2 separate regions of the Mus musculus genome follow, and region 2 is linked to region 1. A link is a contact called in public Hi-C data. All regions are on one chromosome and are shown on one strand. Each heading gives the region's core, a stretch centred on a gene start, on an enhancer-like site or on the middle of the called end of the contact. The rest is flanking DNA. Distances are from core to core; before and after follow the strand shown.

Region 1 (6,684 bases), core at 1,201-3,700:
TGAGTTCGAGGCCAGCCTGGTCTACAGAGTGAGTTCCAGGACAGCCAGGGCTACACAGAAAAACCCTCAAAAACACCAAAAACGAAAACAAACAGAGTTGTACCAGACTCCCTGGTAGGCAGACAGACAGGGAGAGGGGCCGAGGCTAGGTGAGAAAAGTGGAGACTTTTCCAGATAGCCATCTCCCTCAAGCTCCTGACTTGAGACAAAAGCCTGGCAGCTTTCGCCTCCCACCATTTGGCCCCCTGTTGATGGACAAGTTTTGAGGCTGGATCAGGTCATGCCACGACAGTTCTAGGTCAACCAACCAAACTAGCTTCTTCAATCCTCAGTAGGGGAAGAGAACCCTTCAGAGGCAGTAAACCACACAGGCCTTGGGAAGAGACTGGAGTTTTGGCTTTCCAAGTTCTCCCTTTGCTGTGCAGAGCCTTTCTCTCCGTGTGTTGACGTGAGTGTGGTACCTCACCCCAGCAAGGGCTTCCTACCTTCAGCTGCTGACTCTGTGTCTGGGGTGCCTGAGATTTTCCTGCTGTTACTTGCTCTGCTCCAAACACTTCCTGCCTCTCAATTCTTTAGCTTTGTCATTTCTCAACTAGTGACAGTTGAGAACAAGACACCCTTCCTAGGGTAAGGAGCCTCCTATAGAGTTGTCTCCTTTAGTCCTCTGCCTTGACCCTGGTCCCCAGGCTGACCCAGTCCCTCTTCCTCTCTGACTATGTCCTGTCTGCAGTCACAGGGTCACCTCACCCTGCTAGTTGTCTCCTCTCCCCACAGCCACTACTCTGGGCAGGGCAGGGTGACCTGAGTGTCTGCCATAGGTGACCCTTTTATTTATTGTTTATGTGTAGGCACACACATGCATGTATGTGCACACACACGGAGGCCAGAGGTCAACCTCAGTTGTTATTTGTCTGTCCTCCTTAATTTTGGAGACCGTGTCTCTTTCTGGGACATGGGACCCACTGATTAGGGTAGACACCAGCCATCAAGCCCTAGGACTGTGCTTGCCTGTCTCACCAGAGCGGGGACTTCTGGTGCTGGGCATCATTACCATTTCCTCCATGGGTGCTGGGGTGGCACGAGGTCCTCACGCTTATGGACTAACGCTTTCCCCACTGAGCCATCTCTGCAGCCACTCCTTCCCGACCCAGCCTCTTGACGAAGCCTGGGGCTTTTCACCAGCACTTTAGCCTTGTGATATTCTGTCCCCAAATGTACCTCTCTGCTTCCCTCTGTAGTCCTAGCATCTCCTGCCCGGGCCCTTTCTCCATCCCAGCCATCAGCAAATGCCCTTGGTCCTCAGCTTCCCTGTCTTTGGGTCTCAGCTAGAAGATTCTTCCTCTAGGGAGCCCATCCTGACACGGGAAGGACTGGGCCCTCTTCCTGGGTGACACAGTATTTTTCTATCCCACTGTCCAAGGGCCACACGTGCATATTTGTATCACCTGCTCTGTGCAGCTGACCCTGGGGCTTTATGTGTCATGCTCCATGTGCTTAGCCAAGTGCCTGATTCTGGGACTTGCTGAATGGCAGGCTGTGTGGCTGATGAGGGAGGGGCACATGGGCAGCCTGTGTGTCTCTGAGTGACTGACACAGGAGAGTCACTTGGTCCAGTGCCCCTTGACCTTTGGCCACTGGCTGTACACATGGAGAACAGGTGCTATGTGCCTCCCCAGACAGTCCAGAGAACATCAAGAGCAACCCACCCTCACCATCTCTTGCCACTTGAGGGAGGATTTTAAGAGACTCAGGCCAGGGTTTCTTGCAGGGAGAGCTGTCTCTGGGGTTATATCTGACTCCCTGGCACCTGGCCAGGCTGGTGCAGGCTCTTGGGTGTGGGCACGTGTGTGAGCACACTCTCACATGCTGAGTTCATGGTTCAGTGTGCTGTGTGTGCGTATTCCTGTAATGCTGGACCGCTGGCAGGAAGCGAGCTGTGGAGAGGCTGCTGGGAACCCGGCGGTCCCCTCAGAGATAAAGAGAGGCAGCAGATTGGAGCTGTAGATAGCAGCTGGCCCCAGTAAACGGGGAGAACGTCCTTCCCAGCCACTCAGCCCACCCCTCCATAGGGCACTGGTCCAGAGGAGACCAGGGACGCCACCATTACAGCCTGGGGGAGGGGTAAAGGCAGGTGCTAGGAGAGTGTGGGTTGCCGGCTGGGCTTAGCAGTGGGCAAATACTTGGCTCGTGTAGCTTCCCCGCCGCCATGCCAAGTTCCCCTGTCATGATGGAGGGCAGGAAAAGGGAGAGCAGTTCCCCCAAGTCCTCGCATGTCCCCTATGGGGATCCCCCCAGCCCACTCCCACCCCCTCACTCCCCCACCCCCCACCCACATATCAGGAAACCTAGCACTGTGCCCTGAGGGTAAGGAGTGAGCATAAGAGGGGTCACAGCAGGCAGGGTCGCTGTGCAAACCGAAGACAGTGGGTTTCAGTTCCTGTGAGGCTAAAGGGGCCTTATTAGCTTACTTCTGCATTAGCTGGCCTCCGCAGGGGCCGGGAGGGATCTGGCAGGGCTCTGTACAGAGTCTCTCTCCTGTTTTTCTGCTTCAGACATGAGATCTAACTCCCCTACCGAAAAGCACACAAGGCATATTTGTGCCGCACAACAAGCCAATTCGAACAGCAAATGAGCTCCCGTGTTGTGGCCACTCCCATCAAGAGGGGGGACCATGAAGCTGCTGTGGTGGTGGCTCAGGCCTGCTACCCCTGCACTGGGGCAGTGGCTGAGGCAGCAGGATTGCCATGAGACTGAGGTCAGCGTGGGTTACAGAGTGAAACTTTGTCTTTAAATGGGGAAAAAAAAAGTGGACCGTGGTCAAGGTTCCAGAACTATCCCCCTCCCTCCCTCCCTCCGCTGATCATCACCCAGCTTGTGTCCATCTCTCTAGACAGTTAACTGTGGCTGGATTTTGAACCATCGCCTAAGTGGAATCCTTGAGGTCAGGAGCCATCTTCCTGAGAGCCACCACCTGTCGGTCGGTTGTCCTTTCTTGTTTTGGGGAGGCCTTGTAACTTTCTAGTCCAGACCTAAGCTTTAGGGTGCCAGTTTTCACCTACCACCCCTTGGGTCCTGGGACCTGGGAGCAAGCCACCTGCCGAACCATCTCGCAGGCCCTAGGACACAGTTCCAGTCGGGAACCTTCAGCCATGTCCCGTTTCCTTTGTGAGTTGGTGTTGCTGCAGGGAGCATCCTTGTTCCTGCTCTGAGTCCCTCTGCTTCTGTGGCCTGGGGTGGAAGCACTGAGTCACAGCAGGCTACCTGGCAAGCCACCTCCCCAAGGGATGGAAGTGTGTTCTCCTGCTTCCCGGCTGGATGAGTCTTGCGTCATCAGACTTACTCCGGCCCTCTGGGCAGTCAGGCACGTGGGATGTGGGATGTGTGGCCTTGGGATGTGTAGCACCTTGCTTTGTGTCTGGGTCTTCTAGACTCCTTTTAAGTAAAGGGCCTGTCTTCCTGAGGACCAGCCAGTTAGCTTACATATGTTGCAACCTACTCCAGCTGGGAAATGTGTGTGCAATCCACTCTCTCCGGGGTTTGATCTTTCCTTGTATGGCGTTTATTCATCTTTTTTGGTTCGTGTGTGTGTGTGTGTGTGTGTGTGTGTGTGTGTGTTTGTGTGTGTATGCATGCGTTTATATGCATGCGTTTAATTTCTTTTAAAGATAAGTTTTCTTTACAAAGTCCTGACTCTCCCTGACCTCACTATGTAGACCAGGCTGGCCTTGAAATCCACCTGCCCATGCCTACCTGGTACTAAATTAAAGTCACACATCACCATGCCCAGCTTGTGATTGGCTTATGAGGTTCTCCTCATCTCCTCCAGATCACAGGGCTTCTCACCCATCTTCTTCTGCAGAGAAAACAGTGCATCTGAGTGTGTGACCTCATCATCTATGTGTGCATCTGAGCGTGTGTGCACTCACCATCTGCTATGTGTGCATCTGAGCGTGTGTGTGCACTCACCGTCTGCTATGTGTGCATCTGAGTATGTGAACTCCTCATCTATGTGTGCATCTGAGCGTGTGTGCACTCACCGTCTGCTATGTGTGCATCTGAGTGTGTGTGTGCACTCACCGCCTGCTATATGTGCATCTAAGCATGCTGAGTGAGCCATAGAGACTGGGAACACCAAAAATAGTACAGGGGAGTAGAGGTGACAGGTGGCCCATGAGCTAATGCTGGTGCCGATGTGGTGATTCTAAAAGGGGCTGGAGACTCTGTTGGCCATTGGTGAGCTAGGGTGCTGGACAAGCCACAGTCACCCAAACTGCTGCAAGCCATGACTTCTGGGGTCATTGTCACACATCCAAGAAGAGTAATGACTGGCAGGCAGCCGAGAAGCAAATGGGTCAGATGTAGACTTACAAGGAACAGTAGGAAGGACTCCTGCGGGAAGGAGAGGCTCAGAGGGAACAGGGCCACCGTGCTGCTCTGCCTGGTGGTCCTGTGACAGAAACGGGAAGGATAGAGATAATTTTACTGAGATTGGTCACTTGTGAGCATTTTTGCCAGCCAAAGCAGTGAGGAGACCACACACCCTATGTGTGCTCCCTTGGCCTAACTGGAGAGGCAGGCAGTCACGTGTTACACTTGCAGTCATGTGTTACACTTGCAGTCATGGGACTGGTCACATGTTACAGTCATGACCAGCTCATGATCCGGTCCTTCCTTCTCTTCCTGCAGAGAGTCAGCTCTATCCCACCCCATGTCCCCTCTGGCCGGACCGAAATGACCCTCAGCAACTCCTGCATCATCCCCTCCCCAGATAGCACAAATGCTAAGGCTACATGTCTTGGAACTGTAGTGTCTGTCTGATGTACCCACAGTTTGAGGTCCCTTTTGGGGTAGCACCACCAGGATCTGCCTTAAGGGGAACTCGAGGGGCAGCTTTGAATCATGGGAGCCCAGCAGAGAAGGCTTGGAGGAGCAGAGAGCACCCTGGGAATCCTGGAGGACTACTGTCCCTATGTGTGTTCTGAAAGCAGTCAGCCTCCAGGAATCTTAGATTGCATGGAGGGGGAGGGGATGGGATCCTTGAGATAGCACAGTCCCCACTCAGGGGACTATCTGAGAGGCTAGAGGTGGTAGGTGTTAAGGGCAGCAGAGTTTGGGAGAAACCTGGCCTTCCTGACCCCTACCAGCTGTGCTTAGAGACTGTGTGAGCGCCTGCCACTTTCCCAGGTGCCCCCATGCTCTAGCTGGCAGCAGGCTATGCTTTTGTATATTCCATGCTAGCTGTTCCTTCCAGGGCCTTGCTCCTCACTCCTGAGTTCTGCCCCTCCCTCCAAGACAGCTCATTAGTCGTGTGCCCCCCCCCCCCTCCAGTCCCCCAACAGAACAGCCTGCTCCTGGCTCCCGCTCACAACTCAGTGATCACAGGACAGCCTGGCTCCTGGGCTGCGTTTGACATTATTTACCGTGCAACTTCCTTCTTCTTCCAGGAACTTGTCTCTAACTTCAGGCGGCTTCTCATCAGGCAGCAAGACCTCTAATCTCTCACATCTCATTTACTGGCACCGAGCCTCGCAAGCTTCCTGCTACTGAGCCTGGACTGAGGTGCAGGGTCAGCACCCTGCCTGCTGAGATTCTCGATGCTCTGGGGCCCCCTGGGTCTCTCCTTTCAGATTTTCAGGCAGGAAGACAAAGATTCTGGGGAGGGATGGCCAGCTGCAGGGTGGGTTTGTCTCAGCAGCCCCTAGCCCAGTGCTGGGATCAGGAGTGGGGTGGCCTCTGGCCTTGGAGCTCAGGATCTAGCCCACAAAGTCAGTGTCTCCTCCCTCTGTCCCTGTGAACTTGGCAAAGGCCCCAGAGGGCATGGCTCTCTTGAGACCATCCCCTGTTTTCCTTGAATTCCCTGATTCTACAGCCTGGAGCCAGAGCCCAGTGGGAAAGCCTGGGAAGGTTTGGAAGCTGGGCATGAATGGCGGGTGTGGTCAGTGTTCCAGGCTTTATGCCTGCTGGAGATGCAGACTGGCAGGCCTGGCCTGGTTTCAGACCTAGTAGGCTTTCCAAGTCCCCTAGCATAGTGTGACATCTGCCTGCCCCTACCTAGGTCCTGAGTCTTTGACAGGCAGGTCTGCCTTACTTAGGAGCAGTGTTCTTGAAGATGTCCCCAACTTAGGACTGTCTGGACTTTGCTGTGGTGTGAAGCAAAACCTTCAGTAGAAATTGTCCTTGTCCTGATCTTTTCTAGACGATCAACATGTGACATGAGACTGTCCTAGCGGCTGGGTAGTGACTGAACCCCACAGCTCCCCAGCCGCGAGGAAAACCATGGTCCTCCTGTGGCTGTTTCTCCTGCTGGGGCTCACATTTGCCACTTTCAGTTTATGACGGGTCAGTGCAGCTACTGTGAGTGAAGGGCATGTATAATGCCTCCCAAATGCCTACTGTGTGCCCAATACATACTGGGCACTGGACACCTACGGTGTACTGATCACCCACTATGTGATCTTCTCTGTAGCTCTCCAGTCAGTCATCTCTCCCAGAGCCAGGATTTGAGATTTGAACTTCACGCTGCCCTTTTACCCTTTGGGGAGGAAGTTTGGTGTCAGGAGGAGCCACCCCTTTGTCTGTTGTCTCCACAGAACCTATTTCAGTACTGTTCCACAGACAAGTCTCACCTCCCCCCCTCCCCCGACCCCCCCCCCCCCCCCGGCGGTATGGCAGAGAGGATGGGTG
Region 2 (6,684 bases), core at 2,282-4,781, 580 kb after region 1:
TGGAATCACCATTCAAGTAGACTGTAGCAGGTGTGGGGAGTGTCCAAGGGGAGACCTGGTTAGAGGAAGTGGGTCACAGGGCTTGCATCCTTGGGGATTTATCTTGTCAAGGTCCCTTCCGGTTATCACTTATCTACACATTCTGTCAGGCAGGATGTCAACCGTTCTGCTTTGACACCAGGAACACGGATTAATCTTTCCCCATTTACATCTTTCAGCCAGGTTGTTGCAGCAACTTTCTAATACAAGTGTTAAGCTAGATATAGGTGAGGTGTGACCATAATGCATGCCTGTCTCAAGACTTAACTTGTCCGATATCCATCAAACAATAGACTTGGACATCACTGGCTGGCACACTACCCTCCACTGACTATCTCAGGATTCGGTTTGTCCAACAGGGTAGCCATGACTCCAGGGCTATCTGGGCAGCAAACATCAGTTATGATGAAGATAGAGGGAGTTGTGTGGTATCGAGCAATGGAAACATCACTCTGATGGGGCTGGCTAAAGTAAATGGGTCACAAAACAAAGGCAAGAGACAGGAAGGAATCTGGGGAAGCTCTCTCTCTCTCTCTCTCTCTGTGTGTGTGTGTGTGTGTGTGTGAGTGTTGGGGGTAGGGTTGGATATTGGTAGAAGTTGAATAAGAGAGGGTGGGTGAAGAGGGTAACCAGAATGCATTCCATACTTGTATAAAATTGTCAAAGAACAATCTCTTTTAAAAAGTGGAGAGAGACTTGGAAAGATACTTGGTGGTGTCCTCTGCTCTCCACAAGCACATAAACAGATGTGCACTTGAGGGGGCATGGATTGAAAGTGGGGGAGGGAGAGAGGGAGGGAAAGGGAGGAAGGATGGAGGGCTAGAGAGTTAGCCAGAGGGGTAGGGGGATGGATGGAGGGAGGGAGGGAGAGAGAGAGAGAGAGAGAGAGAGAGAGAGAGAGAGAGAGATCTGCAAATGCAAAAGGCTTTTGAGCATCCCCCAACCCCCCGTGAACAGTCGTAGGAAAGGGGAGAGATGCAGGAACAGTAGTGAGAGCATGAGTGAGGGTGGTGATGATGTTCGGGGCTGATGTTAAGTGAATATCACTTGCCAAAAAATAAAAAATAAGATAATAACAACTACTATCTTAGAGAACAGCGTAGAAGTTCCTCAAAATGTTAAATATAGATTTGACGTGACTCAGAAATCCCACTTGTGAGCACATGCTCAAAAGAAACAAACAAAATGCTCCCACATAGAGCCTTGCTCACATGTTCAGGGAGGCGCCACCCTGGAGCCAAACAGAAGCCGCATGCGCGCATGCAAGCATGCACGTGGGGTAAGCATGGGAGAGGGTGAATACTTAGCAACAGAGGGCGTGAGTTGCCAGTGTGTGCTACAGCACTGGATGAGCCTCAAATATGCTGAGTGGACAAAGCCATTGCAGAGGGTCACAATAGCGTGCCACGTGTCGGGAGTGCACAGAAGAGGGAGTCCACAGTGGGGATTATGGGCTACCTGGGCCTGTGTATACCAGAGAGCAGTGGCCAGAGAACACTAGTGGGAATCTGCAGTGAACTGTTCTAAAGTAAATCGTGGTCACAGCTGCACATGCTATCAATATACTAAACGCCACTGAATTGGGTGCTTTCCTGGTTGTTTGAGACAGAGTTAAACTGGCCTTGAACTTGCAATGTAGCCAAAGCTGATGCTGAATTCTCATCCTCCTGCCTCTACCTCTCAAGGGCTGGGATTACAGGTGTGTGCTCCCACGCCCAGCTGAATTGTTCATATGTTCATTAACATATGTTTCGATGATGTCAGAACGAGGCCTCTGGGGCTGGAGAGACAGGTGAGTCTGTAAAACATCTGCAGAGCAAGCGTGAGGACCCGAGATCAAGCCAAGAACCCACACGCAAAAGCTGGGTGCCGCAGCGTGGGTTTGTGATAACAGTGCCAGGAGGCAGACAAGAGGCTCCCTGCACTTGCTGGTCAGCTGCAAAACCTACAGCAGAGACAGACAAGCAGTAGGAAGTACAGTAAGTTAGAGTCAGTGAAGCTTTGGAAACACCAACAAAAAGAGCAAGCATCAGGCAAGGTGCTCTAAGGACAAGAGGGAGGATTTGGCTTCTGATGCCAGCTGTGGGGGGATGCCATCACCTCCCAGTGTGAGGCAGAACAACTGAGTCTGAGGAGGTGGCTCAGTGGATGAGCGTTCTTGCTGCCTGTGAATGCCCACGGGAGGACCGTGTCAGGATTCCCAGCACCTGTGCATACAGCTGGGCGTGCCCATGTACTCCTGTGATGCAAGTGCTGGGACTGATGGGGGTTCAGAGGGTAAAGAGGTCTGCAGCCAAGTCTGACAACCCGATCCAGTCCTTAGGATCCACTTAATGGAAGGAAAGAATGGACTCCTGCCCTCTGACCTTTGCCCGTGTGCTGCACTCATGCCCAAACACCACACACACAAACACACAAACACACACACACACACACACACACTATCTATCTATCTATCTATCTATCTATCTATCTATCTATCTGTCATCTATCATCTATCTATCTATGTATCTATTTGTCATCTACCTATGTATCTATGTATCTATCTATCCATCTGTTATCTATCATGTATATCTATCTATCTATCTATCTATCTATCTATCTATCTATCTATCTATCTTTCTTTCTTTCTATCTATCTATCTATCTATCTATCTATCTATCTATCTATCATCTATCTAACTATCTTTTTTTTTAAAGAAAGAAAGGTATTTTTCCTTGGTTCTTGCTGGCTTCCAGCCTGCCTGAACTACAGAGAACTCCAGTTTCAATGAAAGACTCTGAGTAATGTAAAAGCTCCATAAGAGAGGATTCCTCTTCCCCCTCCTGACAGATGATGGACACTTTTGTAGACTTGCATATTACACATATATACACACACACATACACACACAAACACATGCAAACACACCACACACAAATACACACATCACACACACACATGCTACACACACACCACACCACACACACACACACACACACACACACATGCCACATACACATGCCCCCCCCACACACACACAGGATTTTCTTTTCTTTTGAGAAGACATCATTTTAGGGCTAACAAGATGTCTCAAAGCCCTGAAACTTACTGGGTGGGAGGTTCAAACAGACTCTTGCAAACTGTCCTCTGATGTCCACTTCTGAGCTGCGGTGCCCTCCCCAGAAACACACATGTCCCGTCCCCTTCCCCCACATTCACCACACACTCATACAGTAAAAGAAAAACCACAGAGGCAGACATGGACCGCTGGTGGTGCGGCACATGAAGTTACTGTTCTGTGGGTGGGACTTTGGCTGTACAGGGTGGAAAGAGCTGTGGAGGCCAAGGGTGTTGAGAGCTGCCGCTGTCCTGGTGTGTTTATTGCATTTTCTGCTTCCACAACCATCTGGGGTTCAGAGCTAAGTTATTTGCAGCCCTGTCACGCCCCGTCACCTCTGGCCTAGTTCAGACTTCCCTTCCTTCCCGAGAGGTTGACCGTGAGGTCTGGTCTTTCTCATTGTGCTCACTCTGAACTCCACTGCTGCTGACCACTGGAAACCAGAGGGCAGAGGGCAGCACCGGGGGACATCACCAAGTCTCTCTCTCTCTCTCTCTCTCTCTCTCTCTCTCTCTCTCTGTGTGTGTGTGTGTGTGTGTGTGTGTGCTGTAAGCCAGCTCTGGAGAAGGCATTGAGGACACCATAGGGACAGAGTGACATCACAGCCTGCAGACCCCCTCCCCTCCTGTCTCATCTTTTCTCCCCTCTCTGCCTCTTCTCCCCTCTCCTCTCCCTTCTATGCCCATCTCCTCTGCACCGCCCCCCGCTTCTTCCCTACTTCCCCCACTTACACTGACTTCCTGTCTCCTCTCTTGCTCTCTCTTCCTTCCCTTATCCTCCCTGCCCCCTCCCATCTGCTAGTGGGACAGCAATGTCTACGGTCATCCCTCTAACCCCATTCTCATCCTTCTCTCAGGGACCCATAAGTGGTGTGTGTGTTGTCCTGTTATTCCTTGCTTCTTGTGTGGTCTCTGGATCTCGCCTGGCCACACAGCTGAATCACCTGTCCACCCCGTCAAGGCTGCCTGCAAGAGTGGCCATCTTGGTAATGATAAACTGAATGTAGAATTAATCACATAATCTATAAAACAGCAACTTTTTAAAAAAAATTGAATACACAGACTCCCTGGGTTTGGAGCTTGGAAAGGACAGAAATAATGCAGCAGAAAAACTATCAAAAGAGTATAATTCAGGCCCAATCAATATGGAATATAAATAAATAATAGCGACTCTTCACACTTGTGAGCTTGAGAAGCTGACGGTGGCCCCTAAAAAACCCACATCTCCCAATATTAGATAAAGAAGTAAGTAAAGAAACATCTGGGATCTCCCAATATTAGCGTAAGTAAAGAAACATCTGGGTAGTTTTAGAAATATCAAATGCAAACTGCAATTTAAAAGCTTCCACAAAAGAAATCTTTCAGCATAGTCTGTCTTTTAAAAAATATTTATTTTATCTTATGTGTAAGAGAGTTTTGCCTTCAAGTAGGTGCATTACGTTCCTTGCAGTACCTGCAAAAGCCAGAAGAGGGCGCCAGATTCCCCTAGCACTGAAGCTACAGTGGTTGTGGCGGACATGTGCATGCTGGGAACGGAACCAGGTCCTCGGTGCTTTTAAACGCCAAGCCTCTTCTCTGGCTCCAGTGCAGACTGTTATGTGAACTTACCAAGAGGTTACAGAAAAATGGTGATAATCTTGAACAAGCTATTCTAGAAAAGGGAACAGGGGGTCTCCCCATGTTTTACTGAAGCAATCCTAAGTCTGATGAGTTTTCAAGAAAGGAAAACTGCAGAGCAGTCTCTGAGTGACCTCAGAGCACTCCTGAACAGCACAGTCACTCTGAGGAAAAAGCACACATCTATGAGATTTCAAACCCGGACCCCTAACCTTAACCCAGTAAATAAATATACAGGCAATTCCACTGGCCTGCTCTCAGAGACCTAGCAACTGTTTATGTCATCGCTTGCGGTTGCCAGGTGTACCAGGTGAGTGCTGAAGATAAAAGGACCCACCAGTCACCCCAGGGCGCTCTCTCTCTCTCTCTCTCTCTCTCTCTCCATTCCTCCTCTCTACAGGTGTGCTCTTTCTCTGTCTCCCTGTCTATAGTGATCTCCCTGACCTCGTTCTCTGAGACCAGTGAACCCACCTGAGAACTGCTCCCAATAAGCCTTCTTTTATATTCTCAATTCGACTCGAATTGGCTTATTCCATCGGAGAAGAAAACCTACTAATACTCTCAGTAAACTGAGCTTATTCTATGCAGGAAGAACCTTCCTAAAGGCTCAGCTGATTAGAACTTCAGCGATTGCTGCGCAGGGGTTGGAATGTTGCAGCTCCCGGGTCTAATTGCTATTTGACTTAATAGCACTTCTTGACCATCTTTGTGTCTGACCTAACAGCCCGTTACTGTCAGCTACAGGAGGGGTCCACCTCTGAGCTACAGCCCAGTCACACCTGCCCGCTTCTGTTTGAAGCTGGTTTGGAGGATGGTCAGAGATCATTAAGAAGAGTCAGTGATGAGGGAAGGATTGAAAAGGTAGAGATGAAGCAGCCATTTATAGGTAGCTACCAATGGGGAAGCATGCAAGATTTAGGTAAAGTATAGGAGCTGATAGTTAGTGAATGCAGGGAGTAAAAAAATCACTATGTCAGGGCTGGCAAGACACCTCAGCGGGTAAAGGTGCTTGTAGCAAGCCTGGGGACCTGAGTTCAGTCCCTGGGTCCCCTGTTGTGGAAGGAGATTGATGCCTGCTAGTTGTTCTCTGACTTTCACAAAAGCAGTGTGGCACTTAAGGGCTCACACAGATACAAATATACTATAAACAGAAACATGACCCTTGAAATTAAACAAAACAAAACAAAACAAACAAACCACTATTGTTGGCATCAAAAGACCAGTTTTGCCAATGGGCTCCAAACTCAGAATGTCACACATAGGTGACACTGGTTGCTATGGCAACTACATACCTTCCCAGAGCCCACTTCCCACACTTAGCTGCAAACAGGTGATATCACAGCCCATATAAAAGATAGACTTTTCCCCTCCCCCATCCTTTGTTTTCTCTCTTTTCCCCTCTTTGTCCCCAGTAAAACCTCTTACACGCCTGGGCCTGGTGTGCTATGTCCAGGCACAAGCTGCTATTCACACATCAACTATACCAGTAGCAGGCAGGAAGTGACATTTATAAATAGATGCTGTGTTGGTTATAATTGATAGGAAACAACCAACCTCTAAAACCCAGTAGCTTGAAGGAGAAACAGTGACAGACTGCTCCTATTCACCACCCTCAGGTTGCTGGGCATTCACTGGCCCGGCTCCTCACAGCTTCCATTAGCTGGCAGGTCTGCTTCTGGGCGTCCATGATGACCCTAGGCTGGGACATCAGCTGCAAGGGAAGCTGCTGTCCCAGGGTGTCTGTGTCTGTGCCTCTCTGTCCACCTTGTCTTTTGTCCCTGAAGTCATTTCTCCATAGAGAGACCTCAGCACGGTGCTGAAGCAGGAGGAGCACAGGCTTCAAGGTTTCCCAAATATCATACGGTGGCTACCTCAGTCACATTCTTCTGACCAAAGTAAGTCACAGGGCCAGCCCAGAGGAGGGCTGGT

The links. Hi-C and Micro-C count contacts between places; a contact is called where the count stands out from the background.
Region 2: a contact with region 1 is called in a Hi-C map of peritoneal macrophages, with 19 times the contacts expected there. The contact joins two enhancer-like sites. A contact is called at or near these places in 1 of 39 promoter capture datasets (pre-B cells), 1 of 484 Hi-C or Micro-C datasets (peritoneal macrophages) and 1 of 9 other capture datasets (liver).

Annotation. Positions count from the first base shown.
Region 1 is chr11:117,876,556-117,883,239 of GRCm38.p6, forward strand. The region is part of intron 2 of Gm11725 (a long non-coding RNA gene); the gene reads left to right. Among named protein-coding and RNA genes, the nearest start is that of Tha1, 6.4 kb to the left of the region's middle. Within about 2 kb of position 2,451, at least 151 of the 459 cell types and tissues checked have an H3K27ac peak or open chromatin away from gene starts, as enhancers often do. A contact at or near this core is called in peritoneal macrophages, where this site is marked.
Region 2 is chr11:118,455,855-118,462,538 of GRCm38.p6, forward strand. No RefSeq gene overlaps it. Among named protein-coding and RNA genes, the nearest start is that of Gm11747, 4.2 kb to the left of the region's middle. Within about 2 kb of position 3,532, at least 87 of the 459 cell types and tissues checked have an H3K27ac peak or open chromatin away from gene starts, as enhancers often do. A contact at or near this core is called in peritoneal macrophages, where this site is marked.